4 separate regions of the Mus musculus genome follow, and regions 1, 2 and 3 are each linked to region 4. A link is a contact called in public Hi-C and HiChIP or PLAC-seq data. All regions are on one chromosome and are shown on one strand. Each heading gives the region's core, a stretch centred on a gene start, on an enhancer-like site or on the middle of the called end of the contact. The rest is flanking DNA. Distances are from core to core; before and after follow the strand shown.

Region 1 (5,386 bases), core at 1,208-3,707, 630 kb before region 4:
CTAATACACAAGGCTTCCCTTGTGGTAAAAAGTGGAAAGTCTAAGTTTAACAATTGTCATCGAAGGTAACTGGGAACTGCCACAGCTTGCCAGAGGGCATATAAATTGGATCATCAACTCAGAAAACAATTTCCCAGGGCCTTGTGAAGTTCAAGATGAATATGCTTTAGGCTACAACACTGAAACAATCTTTTAAATGCATCCAGTATGAATACTTTTTAAAATCAAAGTCTTATCTAGTTTCATGAGACCCGAGCCTTCTTAATCTGGGGTATTCTTCTCAAGAAAGAGAATATATTATAAACATAAGTAGTTGTCAGCTTAGAACAGAAGAAAGAATTGTAAGAAGTTTCTGGTTTAAGTTAGCTAAAGTGTGTTGTGTAGAACCCTGTCAAAAATCTTCCCAGAGAGGCTACAGAGATGTCTCAGTTTTTAAGAGCACTGGATGCTCTTTAAGAGGACCTGGGTTCTATTCCAAGCACTCAAATGGCAGCTCATAACTGTCTATGACTCCAATTTCAGGAGATACAACATCCACTTTTGGTCTCTGTGGATACCAGGAACATATTCGGTACATAGATAGATACACATGCAGGCAAAACACCTATACAAGTAAAAAAAATTTTTTTTTTACTTAAAAAATAATCCTTCACAGAGTTTAGGGGTAACACTGACAGAATTCACTGCACAGATAAAAAAAATAGCAGAGAGTAACACCATAGACATTTCATTTCTGATTCTCACTCCAAGTCACTTCAGGAAACTTTGTGAATCAGAGAAAGTCTGGTAGCCAAGTCTTTATGTTGTAAGAGGAACAATTCATGGGTGTTTAATCACTAGGGTAACAAAATGAGTAAGAACATGGATGAAACAAGACTGTAAGTAACTTGGGGTATACGGCAAAAACTCTAAACTTCAGTTTCTTCTAAGCAAGAGTGACTGTGATGATGGAGTTAAGACGTGAGGAGTTCTTGGCAGGGAACAGCCACTCTGTGACACTCTACCTATCATTATGGCTGGCACGGTACAACATTCACGTTAGAAATGTCATTCCTGCTGCTATCGGGAAGGCGATGAATCTAAAGGCAGACGTGTGGATCCAAACACTGAAAGCAAATCAGAAGATAGAATTTAACACAGTAAAGGATAAACGGGAGCAGTTGGGTCTGAGCACAAAGCTTGCAGGCAGTGATCAGCTTTCACTACACACTTTAGATTACCCACTGCTAATTTCCCATTTTACCCACTGGGGTCCCTTTCCCTTGAGTTACTGAACAATGGTTCTCTGCTTAGTTTCCTAATTAACCCTTTGCCTTAAGTAGAGGAAGATAGTCTCCCTGAGACTTAGCAGAGCAAAGAGGAGGAAGAAAGATGAGACAGAAGAATTAACCTGAAGAGAAATTGAGCTTGCTGGTTGCTGGTTTCACTTTTTTTTTTGGGGGGGGTATCGAATATACTTTTATACTTTAAGATATAAGCTATCTCTACATATTTGGAAGGCTACAAGTTTTTGATTTTTCCTTTCTCAAGGTTCCAGAAGTGCCCCAAAGTATTTTTATTGGAGATATTTTCAAGTCTGTCCAGAGAAGAGTTTTACAATTCTTTCAGGCCATTTTCCTTCCCAGCAGATTTTCCTGTCCTCCTCTTACAGGAAAATTTCTGACATTCTCATCTGGAAAAATTCTAACCTTCCTCAAACTCAGCCTAATTATCTCTTTCTCTGGGTCGCCACTCCACTTACCACACACATATCTATGTGTGCTCTTGCTGGGTATAATGTGATGGTTTCTCTCGGTTTCTGTCTCACTGTCTCTTTGTCTGTCTCTGTGTCTCTATCTCTCCCTCTCTGTCTCTGTTCCCCAACCAACATCTTTTCATCATAAGCTCCTTGATGAACAGGACTATGTATGGTGTCTCATCGTGGCAACTTAATTAGTCCTTATTTTGACCTTTTCTTGTTTAACTAGATAAAAGCATTATCATGTGTCTCACTGAGTTACGAAAAAATATTTTTGTGTAAACTTAAAATGTAGCTGAATATATGCAAAGGCCATTTTTTTCTTTTCAAACAAATGCAAGTAAGAGAAAAGATTTGCCCATTCTGGCAGGCAAAGCTCCTTTTTAAGCAACGAATTGTTTGGCTACCACCCAACAGTGACTTCAGCAGGTACTACGTCTGGAGACTGACTTCCCAGAGCTCAGAACTCCTCTCCACCCCTAAGACTCTGCACAGACACTTGCCTTCTGCATCTGTCAATACTGCCCACAAGTATTCCTCAGTCTCCCTAGAGATGACCCAACAGTAGCTATTTCTGAGAAACCTGAGACAGCCCTTGCGCCTTAGCCCCGCCCACCTCAGCTCCTGCACCGCCCCTACCGGTGCGGCGCCTCACGAGCTCCCGGACACAATCACGCATGCTCAGACTCCACCCAGCGTGATGACGGAAGAGCGAGCACGGGGTGACGTAGCTCAGTTGCAACGTGCTTTAAGTCTGGGTCTGCACTCCGGTCCCATGTACGGTGTGACACTGACCGCTGTGTTCCGTGTAGTCGAACCTTCTGTGCTTTCGGGAGCGGGACGCGGAGGTGGGGTCCCGTGGGAACTGCTCGGGGCGCGGAGGGAAGAGCGACAGGAGCGCATGACGGCAGGACTGCGCGGCTGAAAAAGGCTGCTCTCGGGGACTGTGAGCCGGGACGTAGCCCGGCATCCCGTGGAACCCTGTCCGGTCTCGCCATGCTCGGGGCCCGGCGCCTGCTCGGCGCGCTGCGCCTCTGTTCCTCCGTTTCCTGCCCCAGGCCCCGCGCGTCTGCCAAAATGCGCGTGCGGGACGCCCTCAGGGTCCAGGACGCGAGAGGGGAGTGCGTAACGGTGCAGGTGGGTGTGTGGAAAGACTGCTGCCTGAGCTTGCTTGACTTGAGCTGTCTCCAGAGTCTACACTTCTGGGACCGCACTGTTATTTTTGCAAATCGTTCTGACGATCACAAGTGCAGCAGCTGAGTTTTCATGACACCTAGGGGTTTCTTGTAAACACTTTAATCATGCGGAAAAGTTGAAATGAACACTCCCTTATTTATTTATTTATTTATTTAGTTTTATAGTAATAACTTGGGATGCTTTGCCCTAGTTCCTTGAGAACAGAAATTCTGTCTTTCCTTTTTTCCTGTTCACCTGGCTGGCAGGAAATAGTGGTTCCAGGTGTGTCCAGCCTTTTGACATTGCAACATGAGGTCTCCACCTACCAAGTTCATACTTGAGTTACCGCCTCTACCCTCCAGTTAAAAAGTCTCAAAGTTTACGAGTCCGTGTTGGGCTGCATTCATAGCTATCCTCAGTTGCTCACTGCGGCTCATTGTACACAAGTTGGACACAGGAGAATCCATACCTTTTCAATTTCAGTCACTCAGGCTCCTGAGATTTCCATGTATTTAAACTAGGAGAAAGAGCAGAATGTTGTAGTTTGACAAGCTAAGGGCTGCAGTTGCCTTGGCTTAATTCGCTTGCCCTACTATGTAGCTTGTTACTTATAGGCATGTCACGACAGTGCCTCAGGCCCCAGTTTCTCTTATGAAAATGGAGATAATAGTCTATATTTTGGAGAGTTCTGAAAATTAAACGGGTTAATGAAGACAGGCTATTTAGAACAGAGGCCTCTCAGTCAGTGTTAGATGCTGTTATTTGTGACAGCTTTGAATAAATTCCTAAAAGCACAGAAAGAGTAAGACTGGTGCTTGGCTGTTTCCTCTTGAATTACTGAAATAAACTAATAGGTCTTACCCATATTCCTGATATCTGGCACTATGACCAAGCTGTTCTTCCTTGCATTTCTTTGGGTTTATTACTTGTTCCATGATCCCAATCAAAAGTTATCAAAACTGTTTGCTGTACTCTTTGTACCTTGATTTGTGTGATGAACAAAAGAAGAGTCAAAGATGAACTGAACCTACTACGGAGGTAACAGACCTTTTATTTGGGTGCTTAGTGGTATAATATGGAAACTGCTAGTCAACTTGTGGCTCTGAGCACCTGAGTGTGTTTCAACTGCATGGAGGTGTGTTGTAAGAGTAAAATATATAATAACTTTGAGGAGTAAGGAAATATAAAAATATAAATATATTCAAAAATAAAAATATGTTTATATTGTTTACATGTGAATGATATTCAGAGTATAATTGAATAGCATGTTATTCATTACCTATTTTTACTTTTAATGTAAGGACAAATCTTTTTAAAGATTAATTTTATCTTGTATTTGTGTATGTGTGTCTGCATGAGTTTATGACACATAGATAGGAATACCTATGGAGATCCGTAGGTGGTGTCAGATCCCTTGGAGCTGGAGTTACAAGGAGCTGTGCGCTTCCCCAGAAGGTACTAGGAACCAAATGTGGGTCCTCTGAAGGAGCAGAAAGTGCTGTTATCCTTGGAGCTAACTCTGTAAAACTCACATTATATTCCTGTTTAGCCCTAGTTTACAGCAACGTGGTGGTTATGAGTGGTACAAATAACGAGCTCTAAGAAAACAGGGAGTTCCTGAGCTGTGTGAAGCTCAAGAAGGTGTTACTTGCATATCAGGCTGTCTTGGAGGATGGTATCCCCAGGTAGGGTAACTGATGGACTGTACATAGCTGCAGGATGTGTTCCCAGGCAGGACGGGAAGGAAAGAGCATTCTAGCGAAGCTCGTTGATACTTCAGAATAGTAACTGTATTTGAGTTCCAAGTGTACTACCTGATAATTTTTTTCTACCTGGATTATCTTTTAAATTTTTTTCTAAGTGTCTGTTCTTTTCACAAATGCGCACAGCCACTTTGTTTAGCCCTTGTAAGGATTAAATAGCACAGTACTTAGAATTTAGGACAGAAGCACATAAGAAGTGCTCCATATGAACTTTCCAACAAATGAACATAAGAGTGGTGCTTTCGAAGTTACCGTTGACCGAGACTGAGCAACTGTGGGTGCCGTTGGGGGCTGGGTGCGATGAAGTGCCCTGTACAGGAGACTGAGTAGGTTACACTTCATGCTCTGCGGCCCCTCTGTAGTCACATAACCTTGGGTTCACACGTGAACACCAGTTCATCAGCACTGTATTTAACAGCCTGGAGCCACCGTTTACTTATTTGTAAGAGAGGTGTGATAATCATTAGGACTTTTATGAGATGGAAACAGTATGAGACAGTATATAAAGGAAGTAAGCTTTTATTTTTAACATGACACATGTCCAATAGGTAGTAGATATTCTTTCACTTAAAATGTGTGTGTGGGAGAGATGGCTCAGCAGTTGGAGCACTTGGTACTGACCTAGAGAACCAGAATTTTTTTTTTTCCAGAGGAGCTGAGTTCATTAGCAGAACCTAAACAGGGAGGCTTTCAACTACCCTAAGTCCAG
Region 2 (5,733 bases), core at 1,488-3,987, 780 kb after region 4:
CCTTCCCAGCCTAACCTGGCTTTCATCCCCTGAAGGGCCACTGGGCTATGGCTGTCTAAGAATGTGCCGAGCTCCTCTCTAGCGTGGATACTAGCATGGTGGGGGCAGAAACCAGAGGAGGAAAATGACAGGGACAGAAAGGCTTCCTTCTGCTTGGGTGCTTCCTGGAACTAAGGGTTTGGCTAAGTGGTTAAACCAGGTTTAAAGTTGAGGGTTCATGTTATTTCTGCCTCCTCTTGTATTCACACAATGTATGTAACCAGACACCCAAAAACCAATCTCCGTTTATTAGCACATGTAGTCATTTGTTATGCTATTTACCAGTCACAACACCATCAGTGAACAGGGATCAAAATTTCCCTTCAAAGGAGCCTGAGAATCAGACAGGTGACAGGACACATGCCAGGTGATAGAGGCTATGGAAGGAGAGCACAACTCCCAGACTTCCTGACTGGAAGACATGCAGCACCCTGCCTTCAGACAGGCCTCCCAGACTCCATCACCGTCCAAAGGCCAGAGGAAAAAATGATCAAACACCCCCCACCCCAGCCCCATGGTTCTGTTTTCTCCAGCAGCTCTCTGCACTCAGGCTCAAATGGGAGATCAGACTGATGCTCAGCGACTGGCCTCTGCCTTCCCTCCCAGCCTTTGGGTAACTCCTATTCCCCAACACCCTGAACCCTGACAGGAAGAGAAGTACCCGTGTGCTGTTTCCAGAACACACAGAACCCTGCATGTACTGTGGGAGGCCTTTCCAGCTTCTGCCACCTCTTGGCAAACTTCAAACCCCTGAGTAGAGAGAGTCACCTGCTCAGCCAGGTCTGCTCCTATGGGACCTGCCTGTCTTAGCACTTGCTTTGGCAGGACACTTCCGAAGTGGGGCCAGATGTCTTCAGGAAACTCCCAGGCTCAGCGTCCTGAGAAAGGATAGGGAACCCAATCAAGTACATTGTCTCTGCGGTGAGCCAGAAGTTACAATTAAAAAGAAAATTGGTCAGGATTCCATCTCTTGCCGAGTCTGTCATGTAAAAGATAAGCGACACCAGCTTTTGTCTTTTCACTGGTCAGTACTCCAGGCTGGTGCATTCCAGCCTCCCTAGGAACAAACTGATGCCTGGGAACACAGTTGTTTCCAGGCTCTGCGATCTCTGGTAATCAGGAGAATCAAGAGAGTACAGAGACCGTCCACACTCCCTTTCTCATAAGGAAGGTCTAGAAACGAAAAGAAAGTGACCATCGTTGCCTTTCCCAAGTTTGTCCCCCACTCCCACTCCGACGGGGTAGTACTGACCAAAGTTCTAAGTTACAAACTGGGGTGGATGGTTGGGGAAAAAAAGTGTTTGACTTATCTTTGCCACCCAGGATCAAAAGCTCGGACAGGATGGAGCCCCTCCCACTCTGAGGGCTTTGCAAGTCTAGACTTATCCGAAAGGCTAGCATGGAGCAAGAAAGGATCAAAGTTTGAGTCACCTCTGAGCCTGGCCAAGTGTGGGCGGGAGCCGCTTTCAGCTAAGCTCGCCACGCTGGTTACCACCACGGTGCGCTCCGCTCCCACGGCATAGAGTTCTTCTCACTTCATCCACATCAGTGACCGAATCTCAACGGGCTCTGCAACACGCCCGTGCCCTACGTGAGCCATTGGCCATCCCTTGGGAAACTAGTGTGTGGAAAGCCCCTTTTCATCACAGCCCAATCAGGGCTAGGGGCCGCGAGCAGGCCGGATGCAGACAAACCGTGGCTTTTCTCACCTACTGGATTGGAAGGTTCGTCCCCTCACTCTGGGGTCGGGTTAAAGCAGAGCCGGAACTCAAAGCCAATCAAGTCTCTCCACCAAACAGACTGATCTCAGTCCGCACTCACTCTGTCCCCGGAGCGCAGAGCAGACTACTGCCAGCAGTACGCTATTCCCGGGTCTCTGGCCTCAGGCCGGAGCCCAGACCAGCGGTGTCCCCTCCCTCCTCCCACTGGGGTCCAGTGAGGGTGTCCCGCACGCTCCGCCCAGTCCTGGCCCGGGCCAGTCGCCAGGCACTGCAGATCACCCCCAACCCACCAAATCCATCTCATCCCCTCCCGGCTCAAAGGACCTCCGGAGGTGAGACAGAGAAGGGCTGCCAACAGGCGTTGCCGGAGGAACCCAGAGAAAAGTTTGAAGCCAAGTAGGGGGAAAACGATGGACAGAAAGGGAGCAGAGAGTCGGGGCAGCTTCAGGGCTCTCAGTGCGCACATACCCCACAGATACTCAACTCAGACACGTCGACAAGCATAGACCACGTATGCGGACACTAGGAGCGCCCACCGGTCCCCACAACCAAACGCAAGGCTGCAAAACGGGGACACTGGAGCGAGATAGCCATGCAAAGCCACGCACACACAAAGGCAAGGCAGATGCTGGCTTCCGAACCCAAATCCACAAAAGACCCAGTACCGTGAGATGCACGTGTTCTTACAAAGACCCTGGAGGCGCCGGCCCACGCCCACGACCCCCAGGCAGAGCCTTTGTCTCCTGAAAGCCCTCACCCTTGCTCCCCCGACTCTATGGCTCGGTGTCCCGGAAAAGTTGAGGGGCCTTGGCAGGACCCGGACCCGCCCCTCGCGCTGGCCTGCTCACGGGATGGGGCGGTGAGGTTGGAGTCCCGGGCTCCAAACCTCCAAATGCGCGCCGATCTCGCTGCGCCTCCCGACAGCACCCACCTGGCAGGTCTGCAGTTGTCGCCTCGGCACGCTCACCTAGGCGACCCGGCGTTGGCCCATGGGCCGGCGCTTTTCTCCGCGCCGCTCGTCCCGCCCCACGTCCCCGCCCGCCGCCGGGCTCCCCTTGCTCGGCACCCAGTGGCTGCACCGGCAACAGGCCAGGAAGCTCAGGGAGCGTCGTTAAAGTGCAAGTCTAGGGGGGCGTTTTAGCAGCCCTGCCCCCGCCGGCCGAGCACGGGTTCCACCCTAGGGAGCGTCTAAAAAGTGCGCGGTTCCCTCCTACTCCACAAGGCCTCTCCCAGCTTCCTGCAACCCGGATCCCTGCCCCCTCTGCCTTCCTTCAGTTGCGCGTCCCAGTAATCTCAGCAGATGGCCGCTGGGTCGGGAACATCTGGAGGTCGCCAGTGTGTGTGTGTGTGTGTGTGTGTGTGTGTGTGTGTGTGTGTAGGAAAGCAGAATTAGTTGGCAAGAATGGGTGGGTGAGGGTTTTTCTCTCAAATTCTCCCCTACCCCACTTAAAAAAAAAGTTTTAAAAAAGGTCCAGAGTCACTAATGGGTGTGTTTGAGAAAAGAGACAAGGCAGAACAGAAGAGAGAGAGAGCAAAAGCAGGAAAGCTGGCAGACACCAAGTGAGGGAGAAAGCAACAGACTTAACAGACATATTTTTTTTCCTGGAGGGAAAGTCAACTTCTGGCTGGATTTCCAAGAAGGGAAACTGCTCTGTAGTAGCGGCTTAAGTCTTCCATCCTCTTCTGCCGAAATTATTTGCATATATATATATATATATATATATATATATGCAAATATATATGATATATGACATGTGTGTGTTTGAAAAAAAATACATGAGTGAAGAGAGAAATTGCCTGCTGCAGGTACTTCTATCCACATACCCAGACAGTGCCTATCTCCAGAGGGAAGTAAAGGGTTAGAGGGAAGTGTGGTATTGTCTCTGGACCTCCCAGGAACTTGCCACCTTGGAAAGGGCCCCTGGGTGGGGAACTCCAGCCATGTTTCCCTGCCGTGGCCCAGGCTTGTTGCACACAGTCTTTTCATTTCTTTCTTCCTTATTATTTAAAAACAGAAATCTTTGCTTGGGCTTGTGCGTGTCTGCCCGAGGAAAAGGAAGTTCCCAGTCAGCAAAGTCAAGTTCACACTCAGAAGAAAGTGGTTGTTCAGACCCTTCCCTTCCCTCCACCATGTGGCCCTGGGGACTCACCTGGGCTGAACCCTGCTATTAATGAGGAGAGGGGACAATGGTCCCTGTCTCCTAGGAGGGGGAGGCAGGATAACTGTCAGTGTGAAAGCCTAGCTCTGGAGAAAGAATGTTTCAAAAAGCCAAAAGAGGGAAAGAAAAAAAAAATCCATCATCCTTGGGAATAGGAGGTCTTTAGGGGAATCTTTTTACTGTGGCCTCGTCTGAAATCGTATCCAAGTGGGCAGGGTCACCCTTACAATTTAGTGCTATACTACCAATTTTCTTGGAGCCTCCTGGGCAGAGTCTGAACTCCTCTTCCTATGGAGTAGGAATACAAGAGGAATGATGTAGAGTTGGTGAAAGAATTAATAGTTAGACCAAAGTAGGGGAAGGGGAATAGGTTTATTGAACACACTGGGAGAATTCAGGGAGATGGGGAGTCAAAAAGAAATACCTGTCTGCAGCTACCATCTTTCTATTTTTTAAAAATAAAATTACATTTATTTCATTGTTCCAGGTTTGGAGGATGTCCCTATATTTGTAGAGGTCAGAGGACAGCTTGTGAGGTGTTAGTCTCACCTCCAGCCCTTCCACTGTGTGGGTTCCAGGGATGGAACTCAGGTCACGAGGACTGAAGGGAAATTCTTTTACTCACCGTGTCATCTCACCAGCCACTATCCTCTTGGATTAGGATGAGCCATCATGGAATTCCCATCATGAGTTCCCATCATGTAGTTCCCACCATGCAAATGATAATGATTCTTTCTGATTGGTCAGTGTTCAATTCCCAGAGGAGGCTGACTTTAGAGAGAGCAGCTCTGTGGTCTTCCATCGAGGTTAATTTTGACTGGCCATATTCAATTGGTGGGGAAAGAGTCTGGTTTAATGTTCTTGATGATGATTAGTGGTCTTGATGGCTGGTTTCTGAGATGTAACATACTGGGCAAGATAATGAGTTTCAGGGCCTAATGAAAGATCTATCTGAAGAAACGGCCTCTACATGGAACCAGAAATGGGCTTGAGGCGTCTCTGTTCAAGAGTGATAGGAGACCTTAGGGATGCTACTGAGAGAAGAGTTAGCCAGGACTGTCAAGGTTCTTGTATTAAATTACTAAGGAGCTTCTTTGCCCTCTCTGCCTTTCTTGCTGGTTGTGCGTATATAGCATACAAGAGACACTTTATTTGAAGGGCCTCACTGATCCCTTGGTTGTTCTTTTTCCGCTTGTTCACTTTGTTGTTTGTTTGAGTGAAAGTGAAAGAGTAATAAACTCAGTGCTCCAAGGTATGCTAATCATAAGACAGATAGCGACATTCCTTCCTCCACCCACCTGCTTCCTGGGTTCAAAGAGTGTTCATTCAAAGAAAGTCACCCTGACCCACCCTGACCATTGCTGGAACCCACTATGCAAAGGTGCTATTGCTAGGGGCTCTTAGATTGTTAGGGGCTCTTAGAAACTGTCTTGAGAGATAACCTGGCACTTGTGACTTTGTACTTTCTTGTGACTCTTAACTGGTATTTTCGGTATTTTCCAACAACGCCCTTCCCACCTCCTTGAGTTGTGGTTCCTTCCTTTAAATACCCCCTTACTCAGCTACTGGGGCGCCACAGTCCTCTACCCCTGCGTGGTGTATGACCGTGGGCCCAAGAGCGCTCTTGAATAAAAATCCTCTTGCAATTTGCAGCAAGACCGTTTCTCGTTGGTGATTTTGGGGTGTCGCCTCTCCTGAGTCAGAACGTGGGGGAGTCCTCACGTTGTGGGTCTTTCAAAAGCTGAGCTGTTATCTGTCCATTTAGAGAAAGGGAGAACAACGTGAAAAATTACATGTTCAAGCACTGTTGGGCC
Region 3 (6,247 bases), core at 54-2,553, 540 kb after region 4:
AGGACACATGGCAGAATGATCTAACACCTGTTCGTGGCCCTCATCTCTTACCTCATCCAGCACAGAGCTGGACCCAGGAATAGGCTCGAGATGGATTTGCTGCCTCGAGTGTGGTCACCAGAAGCAGCCCCAGCCCATAGGTCTTGGTGTGAGGCCCCTCCATCCCTGCCTGGCCTGCCCCTCGAGTGAGCATTAAGTTTTCACAAGGGTCCATTCAGAGGCACTGGGACATCTGATCCTCTGCCCACGACACTGCCTGACACCTGAGCCCTGACCCCACGCCCTGGGTCTCTATGGGCATATGGTCCTTCGGGAGACCTACACCACGCTGGGGTCCTGGCAGGGGGATAATCCCAAAGGCAGCAGCAGTAGTTATGAGAGCTGGCGTCTGAAGAGGCTGCCTGGCCCCTGCCTCACTCATGCTGGTACAAGGCTGCAGGACAGACTGGGACTGTAGACTTGGAGGGTAGAGCTGAAGACCCATGGAAAAGCTCAGGTCTCTTCTACCCCATGCATGAGGCTCTACCTCTCCATCCCAGACTAGACTAGTGTGTAAGACTGTTGCTTTTCAAATTGAGAACAAAGAACCATAGTTTTTTGTTTTGTTTTGTTTTTTTCCCTAGACCCACAACTGATTTTACCTTGACCCCTGGGCAACCCCAGATGGTAACCTTCATGTTCTTGGGTCACGGATAGAGAATGTAAGGCACACAAAGAAGAAACAACGTGTGCAAGGAGAGATAGATTATCAGGGAGATGACCAAAAGACCAAGCAGAGAGAGGCATCCACACTTGCCCCCCCAGCCTCCACTCCCATCTTTCACCCCTGCCTCTGGATACCCCTGACCCAGCTCCAACCCGGAAACAACTCCACAGGCCCTGTGCTCTTCAGCTATTCCCTCATCTAGGGCATAAGCCTCCATGTGCACGGCTCGGGGCATTTTCTTTCCATGCCTATGGTGGCAAGGCCCCTGTAGGTTCAGGGGAGTCCAGTCCCAGGAACCTAAGGGCAGAGGCTCCAGAGGAGGCCCCAGCCTGTAACTCCTCCCCAGTCCAAAAGTTCCAGCCAGGGCAGCCCATCCTTACCTGGGTTTTATCCACACCCTCCGAGTCACCACCTCCCAGCCAGGAGCCAGGGGTCACAGGTCAGGAGGACTCTGGAAGCTGAGGCTGGAGCCTGCAAATTTTCAGCTCCAGCTTGAGCCTTGATCTGCTGCTGCTGTGGGCTTCCCTTGGGCTACTCTGTTTCTTGTCTCCCTGGGTCACTCTTTCTTTCTGTTCAGGGCAGCTGTCCAGCCTGCACTGCCACCCGCCCTCTCCCTCCAAAGCCTTCTCCCAGGAGGCGGAGCCCTGGGGGCCTCGAAGGTCTGGATGTGGTGACATCAGCATGAGGGGCGGGCTGTGCTGGGGCTGCTGACTAACGTCTAGAGGTTGCCCAAGGTGCTGTGTAAAGCTAACCAGCAGGGATGCAAGGCATAGAAGCTCCAGGGGGCACTGCTGGCCAGTGGGAACCTCGGGCCTGGGGCCAACCATCAGGACCTCAGGGTCTCTTGTCACATGTGTTACTACCTGCCATCTCTGCATGGTTAGGACACCTGATCACGTCCCATCTTCCTCATGATTTTGCTGGGTCTCAGTTCCCAGTAGCCTCCCCTGCTCACCCAGCTTCCCTCGTCAGGGCACTACTAGAGACCATATAAATGAGCAGGCTTGGCAATACCTGGAGCCTTGGCTGGACACAACATCCAAACCAGGACTCCCCAAGATGCACCCCACCCCCAGGCTCTACAACTGGCCCCCACAGCCTGTCCTAGGAGTCTTGAGTGTGCTGTTATCCAGACAGTTTGCAAAGCCACCTGAGTAGGAGCCACCTCACGCAGGACAGACTTACCCGGTGTGTGTGTGTGTGTGTGTGTGTGTGTGTGTGTGTGTGTGTGTGTGTGATTTAAATGTGTGATTTAAAAAAGGGAGTGGGTGGGAATGAACAGGACACAAATACTCATCATGGTAGATGAGGAAGGAGGCTGAAGGACTCCTCTTCCTCTTCCTCCTCCTCCTCCTCCTCCTCCTCCTCCTGAGACCTGGCCCCTTCTTCTGCCCACACTTGCCAGCTGGGACATCTACTCAGGAAAGCTGCTTTTCGGTGGGGGTGGGTGGGTTAAGGTGGGGAGGGGAATAGGGTGGGGTGGAATCTATAGTGGTATGGAGTGGGGAGAATCAATGGTGCAATGGTGCCACCTGCTGGGCACAGCCAACTGCTACAAGACTAAGGAAAAGCCGGTCAACTTCCTCATACCAGGGTGCCACAGTGAGACCAGGGTCCAAGGTTGACTTGCACCCAACGCAGCCTTCACCTACGAAACTGATACTTATGAGTCAGGTGAGTAGCATGAGCCTACACAGAGTGGGAGAGACACAGGTTGGAGCATCCAGAGCCCAATCGACAAGGCGGCAACTGGGGCAGGTGTGCTTCGTTGAGGCTGAGGTGCATGCTGGGAAGGCAGTGGGTGGGTGAGAAAGTGGTCTCAGAACCATAACGGAGACATTTCCTCAGCACCCAAACTCGGCTAAGCAGGTCACCCGATCGGAGAAACCTAGAAATCCATGCTTGTTTTCCCCAAAACAAACCACCTGAGATGGTGTGTGTCCTTACCACCTCATGCTCCACCGTACCTCTCCAGGTTCTGCCTGTTTTCTGCCCTATCCAGAAGGGGCACTGGTTTCTGGCACCTGAGCCTCTTAAGGGCACCACATCTGAACCACTGCAGAACTGGTCTTAGTTCATACAACCCTCGCCCCTTCAAATCCAATCTATCGTCGTATTCCATCATTTCGTTTTCCACAACCCGACCCAGCTTCTACCCGTGGCCCTGCCCATAAATTCCTAGCTCTAGCTACCGCACCTTCCCAGGATCTCTGCTCTGCCACCTCCGTCTGTGGCCTGCATGTAAGTCTCTCCTCTCCACTAGAACAGGGCACAGATCTTGAACTCAGAGACTAAGAGTCAGCTCCTAGGGACACTGCTTATCAAGGACACTACAGTACTTCGATCAGACATGATTTGTACATTTTCCCCAGTTGCTGGAAGGCTGCTGCAGAGCAGGAACTGTGTGCCCCCATGTCCCCAGGGCCTGAGATGGGCAGAGCTCAGCAAAGCCAGCCCCACACTGACTGGAAGCAGGGAACCTGAAGGATTCCACAGAGCTGGGCTCTGACTCACTAGGTAACCAGCAAGGCCAGCTTTTATCTGTGATTCCCAAGGCCTTCCTTGCTCATCCTTCTGACCAGAGGTCAGCTACCCATTGTGCCCTCTGTCTTTACCCTTGTGTGTGGGGGGGTGCGGGGTACGGGAAAAATGAAACAGACAGATCCCTCTAGAGCGGCAGTAATATTTATTCTGAGAAGATAACAGAGTTCCTTTCCCTTGACCCCAGGGCATTGTGGCCTGGAGGAGTGAAGGCCAGGCCCTGTTGGTTCACGTAGAATACACTGTAGGGCTGATCTCCTGCAATTGGAAGACTACAAGGCCTCCTGGGTGCAAACGATAAATGAAGCCACGGCTATCCCTGCTCCACCCTGTCCTCCCTTGTCCAGTCTTCAAGGCTTCTTGGGGACCGGAAGTTCCTTCACAGCCAGGAGCCAGCCTGGCCTAGCTTAAGAGAGAGGAAGCAAGAACAGGGCTGCTGACCCAGTTCTGCTAGAAGTGGGAGGCAGTGGCTAGATGCCAGGTGAAGCATCGACTCGTCTGCTACTTGGTCCCTGCTCGCCCTGTGCCTCAGAGGGATATGGCTGAGCTAAGACCCCTATGTCAGGCCCTGAGACCCAAGATCGTGAGGCTCACCCTCCCTTCTTGACTGCAGTCTTGGTCTGCAATAGCCATCGAGAAGTGAAGTGATCATGTGACCGTGCGGAGTGTATGATAGACTGATACACAGCGGAAGTGGTGTGGCCTTGCTCTTATCCTTGTAAGAGTCCCTCACAAACAGGAGTCTCGAGCCCCATGCTACAGAGGGAGGAAACGAGGCACGGGAGGTTGAAGTGATTTGCTCCTGGTGAAGGGAAGCCCCAGTGTGCAGGAGGGATGCTCTCATCTTTAATTCAGCTCCTAGCCCTTCCTGTGGACCGGGTCCCAGGCCAGAAGAGCCACCATGGAGCAAGATGGCAGTCAGAATCCAGCACCTCCAGCCAGGAAGAGGACCACGTTGGAGGGACCAGAGGCAGAGTGTAACAGTTCCAAAAGGAATTGTGGCTGATAACTCAATTGTATTATTATTATTATTACTATTTATCTACTAAGTCTGGCCTGGAAGCTGAAGGAGGGCACAGAGGGGGACCTGTGAGCCACAGCACCAGTAAACAAGAGTTCCTCAGGAATGCAGGTGGCAGCCAGGAATGCACATCTCATCTCTGTCCCCCTCTGAGATTCCTCCAAGAAGGTCCCACTGTGAGCACCCACCCGTGCCCTCTCGTGCTCAGTGTCAAGATAAAAGCAGACGCTCAACAAAATGAGCCTGCAGAGGACAAATGTGGGGGCTGGCCTCCCTCACTCGGAGATTTTGTTTAAATGCTAAGACTATCAAATGTTGGGGATTGAGAGCAACATTTTGGTCTGGACAGTAAAAGCATGGTGGCCTTCTTGGCTCTTTGGGGATGCTGGTGCAGAGCCCTCTGGTCATGAGAAGTCCCCATCGGTGACACTTGACAGATGATCTAACCCTGAAGGCCTGGTACCATCCACCCTAGAGTCCTTTCTTCCAAGAAAAACCCAGGGTCTTTCAGCAGAGGCAGCATGTGTTCCCCTTGGGTCTCCCATAGCCTTACATCAACCTGCCTGGCCAGGCCACTCCTTCCAACACCACAAGCAGAGGTTGGGAAATCATACTTTCTCACCAGCATGATCATAGCTCTTCAGAGGGTGACGGTGAAGTCAGAGCCTGGAGCTCAGGAAGGGATCTGCCTCCGAGAAGACCTGAGAATCGGGAAGCCTAGGGAGGCTCGATGGGCTAATTGGGCAAGTCTATATTGAATAACTAAATGAATGGGGGTCAGGCATTAGACAATGAGCAGATGTCTCCTGCATATGCCAATAAGGGTTCTTTCAAGATGGTTTTAAAATGGGCTGTAGTGGGATTGGGGATGTAGCTCAGTTGGTAAGTGCTCGCCTAGCATGCACAAAGCCCTGGGTTCCATACCCAGCACCACTCAAACTGGTATAGTGGTACGGCATTGAGGAGGTGGAGGCAGGGGGATCATAAGTTTAAGGTCACTCTAAGCTACATAGCAAAGATCTGGGGAGGGAAGCAATCTCCCCCATAGCAAACAAGGAGAGGGAAGGGGCGTGGGACATGGCAGTTTGTGTGTAAACAGTTGACACTTGGCACTCCTGGCAGACAGCAGGGCCTGGGGAAACGTTTTCAGCAGATGGCCCCTTAACAGCAGCGCCCACTGGGTAGAGAGAACTGCATTAAATCTTAGGCAAGAAAACTCCCCCACAAGACGGGAATTCTTTGGGGCCCTCCAAACACTGAGGCTCAGAGAGGGCAGGGCTCTCTTCAGGTCACACAGTGGGTCAGTGGAAGAGTGAGGAAAGGGCCCCAGTGTCTGGTTCCCAGGCTGGTCCCAGGCAAGGTGGGGACATGCGAGTAGTGGTGAGGACTAGTGGGGCAGGACAGGCAGGCTGGGGTCAGACAGCCGTGAGAGAGGCACTGCAGAGGACTCGCACAGCTACAATGCCTGGCAGGTCACTGGGCTGCCGGCTACTGCGGTCCTGGAGATGGAGGGTGTGGAGGTCCTGCAGGTCATCCGGGGCAGTCTTCAGGTGCACCTGGCCCAGGAATTCATCCTTCAGGACTCGGTGATTCCAAACCTGAGAGGAGACAGAGGGTGAAGAAGGAGGGGTTTATCTAAGACCAGGAACATAGCCTAGGGCAGTGGGGAGTGAGGGCAGCCGGACCTAGAAGCCTCTTCACTCAGTGCAAGCCCAGTCAGGGAAAAGCCCATGGACTGATGGGGTGCCCTCTTCCAGAGCCTCAGGCTCCCCATAAAAGCATGTTACCACTTAGAAAGCTCAACCTGTCACTACTAGCTCTAGTAAACTTGAACTGGGTTGGGAGGGGGAGGGACTTTGAACTTGACCTAATTCTGCCTGGCTCCTTTCTTCCTTCCTTCCTTCCTTCCTTCCTTCCTTCCTTCCTTCCTTCCTTCCTTCCTTCCTTTCTTTCTTTTTTCTTTCCTCCCTCCCTCCCTC
Region 4 (5,705 bases), core at 2,432-4,931:
CCTCTTATTAACAAATGTATTTATTAATTTATGAGTATATATGTGTGCCTGAGTGTATGTATACTTCACTTCCTGTGAGCAGATGACTTTAGAAGCCAGAAGAGGGCACCAGATGCTTAAAAACTAGAGTTACAGGTGGTTGGGAGCTGTTGGATACAGGAACTGGGAACCAAACCTGGGTCCTCAAGTCTAACCTTAGGTTCTCTGGGAAGAGTTCTCTTAACTGCAAGCCATCTTCAGCTGTACTGTCTCTCTCCTATTTGAGACAGTTTTACTGTGTAGCCCTGGCTAGCCTTGAGCCCTGAGACTGCCTGTTTCTGCTTTTTGGTCCTAGAATGAAAAGCCTGTGTCATCACATCCCGCTACAACCATATTTTCTTAGAAACTTAAACAAACAAACAAAAAACCTAAACCCTTATTGTAGTAAAATATATGTAACATAAAAGAGAACCATTTAAATCATTTTCAGTACTATTAAGCATATTGTGCTTTGTAATTTTTTTATCTCTCTCCCTCTCCCTCTCTCTCTTAGAGAGAGGAAAGGTCTCTTTACACAGTCTTGGCTTCCTTAGAATTACCTGGCTGGCCTTGCACTCACAGAGACATACCAACCTCTGCCTCCCTAGTGCTGGGATTAATGGCATTTTTGATTTGAGGGTTTGTTGATCAGATTAAGACTCGCTATTCCAGTGGCTAAATATAGATGGCTAAGTGAATAAACATACTTGGTCTTCTTCCAGAGAACCTATGGTTCCTAGCACCCAAATCCTGTGGCTTACAAGGGGATCTGATGCTCTCTCTTCTGGATTACGCAATACGCATGTGCACATAAACACAAGATCATTTAAAATACAAACAAACAAACTGGTTATGGTTGCACACATCAGTAATACAAATGTTCGGAAGGTTTAGGCAGGAGGACCAGAAGTTCAAAGCCATCCTATCTACATAGGAAGTTGGAGGACAGAATGGAATACATGGGACCCTGTGTGAAATAATAAAATAAAAGGACTCATTATTTTTGGACCTAGAGAGATGGCTCTGCAGTTACTGCTCATTGCTTTTGTAGACGACTCAGGGTTCAGTTGCCAGTACCCACACCTATAACTCCAATTCTAGAGGAACGATGCCTTCTCGCCTCCAGCGGCACCTGTATACATGCAGTGCACATAATAAACTCAGGTAAGCACACACACATACATTAACTAAGAAAAAATAAATCTGAAGACAACATTTATTTTAAAGACCAGTAAGATGGTCAGTAAATAAAGGTGCTCACAGAGGAAGCCTGGCCACTCAAGTTCATTCCCTGGAGCACGCATAAAAGGTAGAAGAACAGAAGTGATTCAACAAAGCTGTCTTCTGACATGCAGGCAAATAGCGCAAATGTCTGCACACACACAGATAATATCTTAAAAGAATCATAATTCTAAGTAATAACTTTCAGAGAACTTCTTTCCTCTTGAAAAATGAGTTTCTTTGCTAATGAAAATGATATAGACCATTATGGTTTTCCCTCTTTTTACCTGGAAACACATAACATTCTTTAATGTTTATCTGTGAAGCCAATGCCCATGTTCCTGGCATAATTATTTGCCTATTAAAAAAAAACTTTCTTTAGTCACACATTTTCCTATTTAATCTGATTTAGAATATGTGTTGCTTTAGTTTTAGGAAGTAGGTGTTATGTAAGTTTTAAATATATTCTTAAAATTTTGGCATAATGTAATAAATTGTAGGCTCAATATAGCTGGATTCAATCTAGATTATAATTTTTTTATAAGAAAGATTTGATTCTTTGAAACAGTCTTACTCTATAGCCTGAACTCAGAGTTCTTCCTGACTCTGCCACCTGCCAGGACAAGAAGGAATCTTTCAAAGTACATTCAATGTGACAGAAAAACATACTAACCACTTTACTGTGAACTATCCATGCTGTAGATATTATTATTCACTTTACTAAAGTTCAAAGTAACAAAGAAACTTCGGAAGGTTATAAAGTAATTAGGGATAGGACTCAAGTCTGGTTCAACTCAAACTTACTTCCTGCTCCTAAGCATACAGTATACTGCTTCCTAAGCTGCAGGTTCTATTTATTTTCCATTGTTGATGACTTTCCCCATTCTGGGATTCTTTCTGAGAGAATGCTACAACCAACTCTGGAATGGAGTAGAACTCTGCTTCCTAACAAGCTTACTGCTGTGCAGCGAACTCCCAGCTTTCTAAGTAGAATCCTAGCTCACCCTCTAGACCTTGGCCAACTTAGAGCCTGAGCTGAGCCCAGAGTCTTCTTAGCATCTTAGTTCCCGAGTAGAGAGTGGTTCCTCAGATTTGGTCACCCAGCAGAGGCAATTCCTCATTAGTGATCCACAGAGTACCTTAGGCCCTGGTCCACCGGTTCCATCTGGCAAGGAAGCTCTTTAAACAGGACAGTAAAACAACTCAAAACAGCTTCAGGAAGTCCCTGAAACTAACCAGATTCATTAGGTCTCTCTCTGTCAGAGCAAACAGTAAAAGGTGATCGTCTCTCTCAAACTAAAGGAAGTTGAGCTGAAAAAAAAAAAAAAAAAGCCTCTCAGACAAGCTGCACTGCAAAGAAGACTCTGAGATGGGACCAGCTGCCTGGGAGGAGCAGAAGCCAGCTGAGCTGCCTGGAAGAGGTTCAGACCAGAGTCACTTGGAAAGGACATGCCAACGCAGTGAGCTGCCTGCAGGCTGTGCAGTTTTTATAATCTGTCACCCATGCTGGGGTGGGCCCTGGGGTCGCAGCTGTCTCTGAGTCATTCCTGCTCCTGTAAGTGACCCCTTATCCATGCTCCTGTTAAAATAAAACGCATTGGTTCGCCAAGTTGGACTTTGGTGTTATCTGTACTTCGGTCTGTCGGTGGGAGCTCTGTCTGGGGTGAGATGTGTTTACCGTCCCCCCAGGAAAAGTTTGGTCACACAACACTCAGGAGAGGGCAACACCCCTCAGCAAACTTTCTGAGACTTCTCTCCAGGGTCCCGCGCCAAGCCACAACCGCACCTTTCCTTCTCCTAACCTCTCTCCTCCCTGCCATTCTCTTTTGCTGCATCTTGGTGTCTCTCTTCAACTCCCTCTCTGTCTCTCTCTCTTGGTCGTCTCCGTTCCCAGATCCCGCAGAAAACTCACGCAGCGCTTCTGTTCGCGGTTGTTCCTCCAGTCGGATCCGTGCTTCACCTTTCCCTGCAGCTAGCCGAGGGACTCTGAGCCACAGCGGTTCAGCCACCAGGCCTGGAATTCGCCTTCAGCCGGCCCACACCCGAAGCTCCGCCCCCTCCCCCCATTGGCTATCGTTCTTAGAAAGTCCCGCCCCCAACCTCTCCGCCCCGCTTCCCTTGTTTTCATTCCCCCTGTCACACGAGGCAGTAGCGACCCCGAAGTGGGAGGGAAGAAGTCGGAGCCTTGAAGTCGTAGAGGGAAGGGGACGGGAAGAGGGCGGAAAGTGAAGGGCCCAGAGTGCCTCTCTGTCCCCGATCTAACTCAGTTCTCGACTGCTCCGGGCCGGCGTGGTATTGTGGGATCGCGGCGCCTGGCGCGAGACGCTCGCCGCCGCAGGGGCGTCCACTCGAGAGCGCCTCCTGTCGTCCGTAAAGCTACCCTGCCATCCCTCGGTCCCCCCAACTCCTCCCGCCCCCCCATCCCCTCCTCCTCCATCCTCCAGTTCAAAATGGCGGCGGCGGCGGCGGCGGCGGCGGCGGCAGCGGCAGCGGCGATGGCTCCTCCGGGCTGCCCGGGTTCGTGCCCCAACTTCGCCGTAGTCTGCTCCTTCTTGGAACGCTACGGGCCGCTGCTGGACCTGCCCGAGTTGCCGTTCCCAGAGCTGGAGCGGGTGCTGCAGGCGCCGCCGCCAGACATCGGCAACGGAGAAGGTAAGCGATCGGCCCGAAAGCCCGGCGGGAAGCGGCCCTGGCGCGCTTTAGCTCTCCATAGATACCCTGGGGCTCTGCGGCCGTCCCTCGCCAGGGATTGGCCTCCGCGGAGTCCCTACTCCTCGTAGCCCGGGGGTTCCTGGGTGCTGGGGAGGCGGGGCGGAGGCCCCCTAGGGCCACCGTGCCCCGCGGGGACGGAGGTGGGGGCGTCGCGGACCGGGTGTGGGCTAGGGCCCAGGAGGGGGTATTGTGCCGGCCTGACGCTCTGGGGCCGGGTCCCCCGCGCCGGTGTTGCCTCCAGTTCTTACCCCTTTAGGTGGCGGGGGAAGGGGAGCGCAGGTTCCGGCCAGCTTTGCGCTTTTCTCTTCCCCTCCTCCCACCAATCCGCCCCACCGTCTCCCGGGAGGCTGGGCCCATCTTCTCTCGGCGCCCCCTCTGCTCACTCCACCTGAGTGGGCGGGGGCCCGCGGACACTCCGCTCTCCCGGTGGTGGGAACTCCCCCGAGAGAGTCGGCTCCTGCCTTTTCCCGTCCCCTGGAGGGCTGGTCTAGCCCCCCAAACTCCTTCCTCCTTGGGAGATCTGAGTCTATGACCAGAGAGGGGGCTTCCCCCCTATTCTCGCGTAGGAAGGGGAAATGAACTCGGCCCAGCTTCTCCGCTCTGGGTAGGAGAGGGTTAATATCTCCTCCTCCATAGTTTTTCTCCTCACCACCTCCCCCAAAATAATAGAAAAGCATCTCTCCACTTTTCTCTATCCCTTCCCCCTATCTCAGCTACAGGGCTTAAGGGAAGAAGTCACTCTTCCATTTGCTGGCTGGGGTGGGGTGGTTAGTCTGTAGGCTGGAGGAGGGGCTCAGATGGCTGGGGAAACAGTTGAAGAAGGTGCTTGTTGCTCATGTTTCTCTCTGGTGCCGCTGGTCTATTATTGGTGTTCGCAAGTGGTGCTCCTTCCACATAAGGCCACCGCGCGGGTTCAGGGCGCATGCTCTGCCCGGCCCCATTGAAACTTCCTGCTGCTGCTGCTGGTCGTGGTTCTTTTGCTGGAGCATCTCAGCGCTGTGTTTGCTGCTTGCAGTCTTTACACGCTGAGCGCTAACCCTCTCCCCTATTAGTCCCGATCCATTCCGCTCCTTTTCTGGTACTTTATTTCCCTAGGAGAAGCCTAATTTGTGTACTCCGAACATTGCCTTTGTTTAGCGACAGCCCTTGGCAAAAGAAGAAACGTTTCCCAAATAGGTCTTCTTTTCTTCTTTTTCTTTTGATCTGTGCGTAGATGACCAGGGTGGACTGGGTATTGTACAAGGCATGATAGCTGTGACCTTTCTAAGAAAGCAGAGTTGCTTTTTTGTTCTGTATAGAAAATACGTTTCCGATATGATGTATTTACATAGCTAAGGAAAGACCCAAGTGTGAACTTATTCAAAGTATTACCTGTAGAGAAAATGTGTGATATACAATGTTATTAAGTATTAATCCTACAGCAGTTATTGGTACAATGGTCGTATACTTTCTTTCCACTTTCTCTTTTGAGACTGGCCTGGAATTCTGTATACCATGCTGGCTTGGAACTCTTAGGAATCCTCCTGCCTCTGCCTGCCTCGTGCTAGGATTAAAGGCATTTGTCACTACGCCAGGCTCTGCATCTCTTTACTGGTTCACAGTTCTTAGACTGTATCTGGCTATAAAAATCTAGTTTTTTAAACTATGAAATCAGAGTTAAATTACTTTAGGTTAAGATTTTTTGCAGACTTTCTTTAAACATTAAGCTTCTAGTGTATTAATTTCATTATCAAAATATATTCACATTCTTTTTG

What was found. Hi-C and Micro-C count contacts between places; a contact is called where the count stands out from the background. HiChIP or PLAC-seq counts read pairs in DNA pulled down with a chosen protein or histone mark.
Region 1: a contact with region 4 is called in an H3K27ac HiChIP or PLAC-seq map of extraembryonic endoderm stem cells, with 4 times the contacts expected there. The contact joins the promoter of Nars2 here to the promoter of Rsf1 in region 4. A contact is called at or near these places in 8 of 39 promoter capture datasets (3T3-L1-derived adipocytes, the C10 cell line, the HPC-7 cell line and 4 more), 1 of 484 Hi-C or Micro-C datasets (CD4 T cells), 1 of 115 datasets of contacts at active chromatin or transcription factors (extraembryonic endoderm stem cells) and 3 of 9 other capture datasets (adipose tissue, liver and macrophages).
Region 2: an H3K27ac HiChIP or PLAC-seq map of extraembryonic endoderm stem cells shows a contact between it and region 4, with 10 times the contacts expected there. The contact joins the promoter of Tsku here to the promoter of Rsf1 in region 4. A contact is called at or near these places in 1 of 39 promoter capture datasets (liver) and 1 of 115 datasets of contacts at active chromatin or transcription factors (extraembryonic endoderm stem cells).
Region 3: a contact with region 4 is called in a Hi-C map of muscle stem cells, with 5 times the contacts expected there. The contact joins the promoter of Myo7a here to the promoter of Rsf1 in region 4. A contact is called at or near these places in 8 of 39 promoter capture datasets (HPC-7-derived erythroid cells, the SN4741 cell line, frontonasal cranial neural crest and 5 more), 6 of 484 Hi-C or Micro-C datasets (CD4 T cells, the G1E-ER4 cell line, cortical neurons and 2 more) and 4 of 115 datasets of contacts at active chromatin or transcription factors (acute myeloid leukemia, embryonic stem cells and pancreatic cancer cells).

What each region holds. Positions count from the first base shown.
Region 1 is chr7:96,949,070-96,954,455 of GRCm38.p6, forward strand. It overlaps Nars2 (asparaginyl-tRNA synthetase 2 (mitochondrial)(putative)), which reads left to right and starts at 2,458. Exons shown (of 14, transcript NM_153591.4): 1 at 2,458-2,875. The coding sequence starts at 2,735.
Region 2 is chr7:98,358,551-98,364,283 of GRCm38.p6, forward strand. Tsku (tsukushi, small leucine rich proteoglycan) reads right to left here and starts at 2,738. Exons shown (of 2, transcript NM_001024619.3): 1 at 2,692-2,738.
Region 3 is chr7:98,118,190-98,124,436 of GRCm38.p6, forward strand. It overlaps Myo7a (myosin VIIA), which reads right to left and starts at 1,304. Exons shown (of 49, transcript NM_008663.2): 1 at 1,087-1,304. Capn5 (calpain 5) reads right to left here. Exons shown (of 13, transcript NM_007602.4): 13 at 3,370-5,866. The coding sequence ends at 5,684.
Region 4 is chr7:97,576,215-97,581,919 of GRCm38.p6, forward strand. It overlaps Rsf1 (remodeling and spacing factor 1), which reads left to right and starts at 3,682. Exons shown (of 16, transcript NM_001081267.2): 1 at 3,682-3,891. The coding sequence starts at 3,690. Aamdc (adipogenesis associated Mth938 domain containing) reads right to left here and starts at 3,283. Exons shown (of 5, transcript NM_001177945.1): 1 at 3,152-3,283.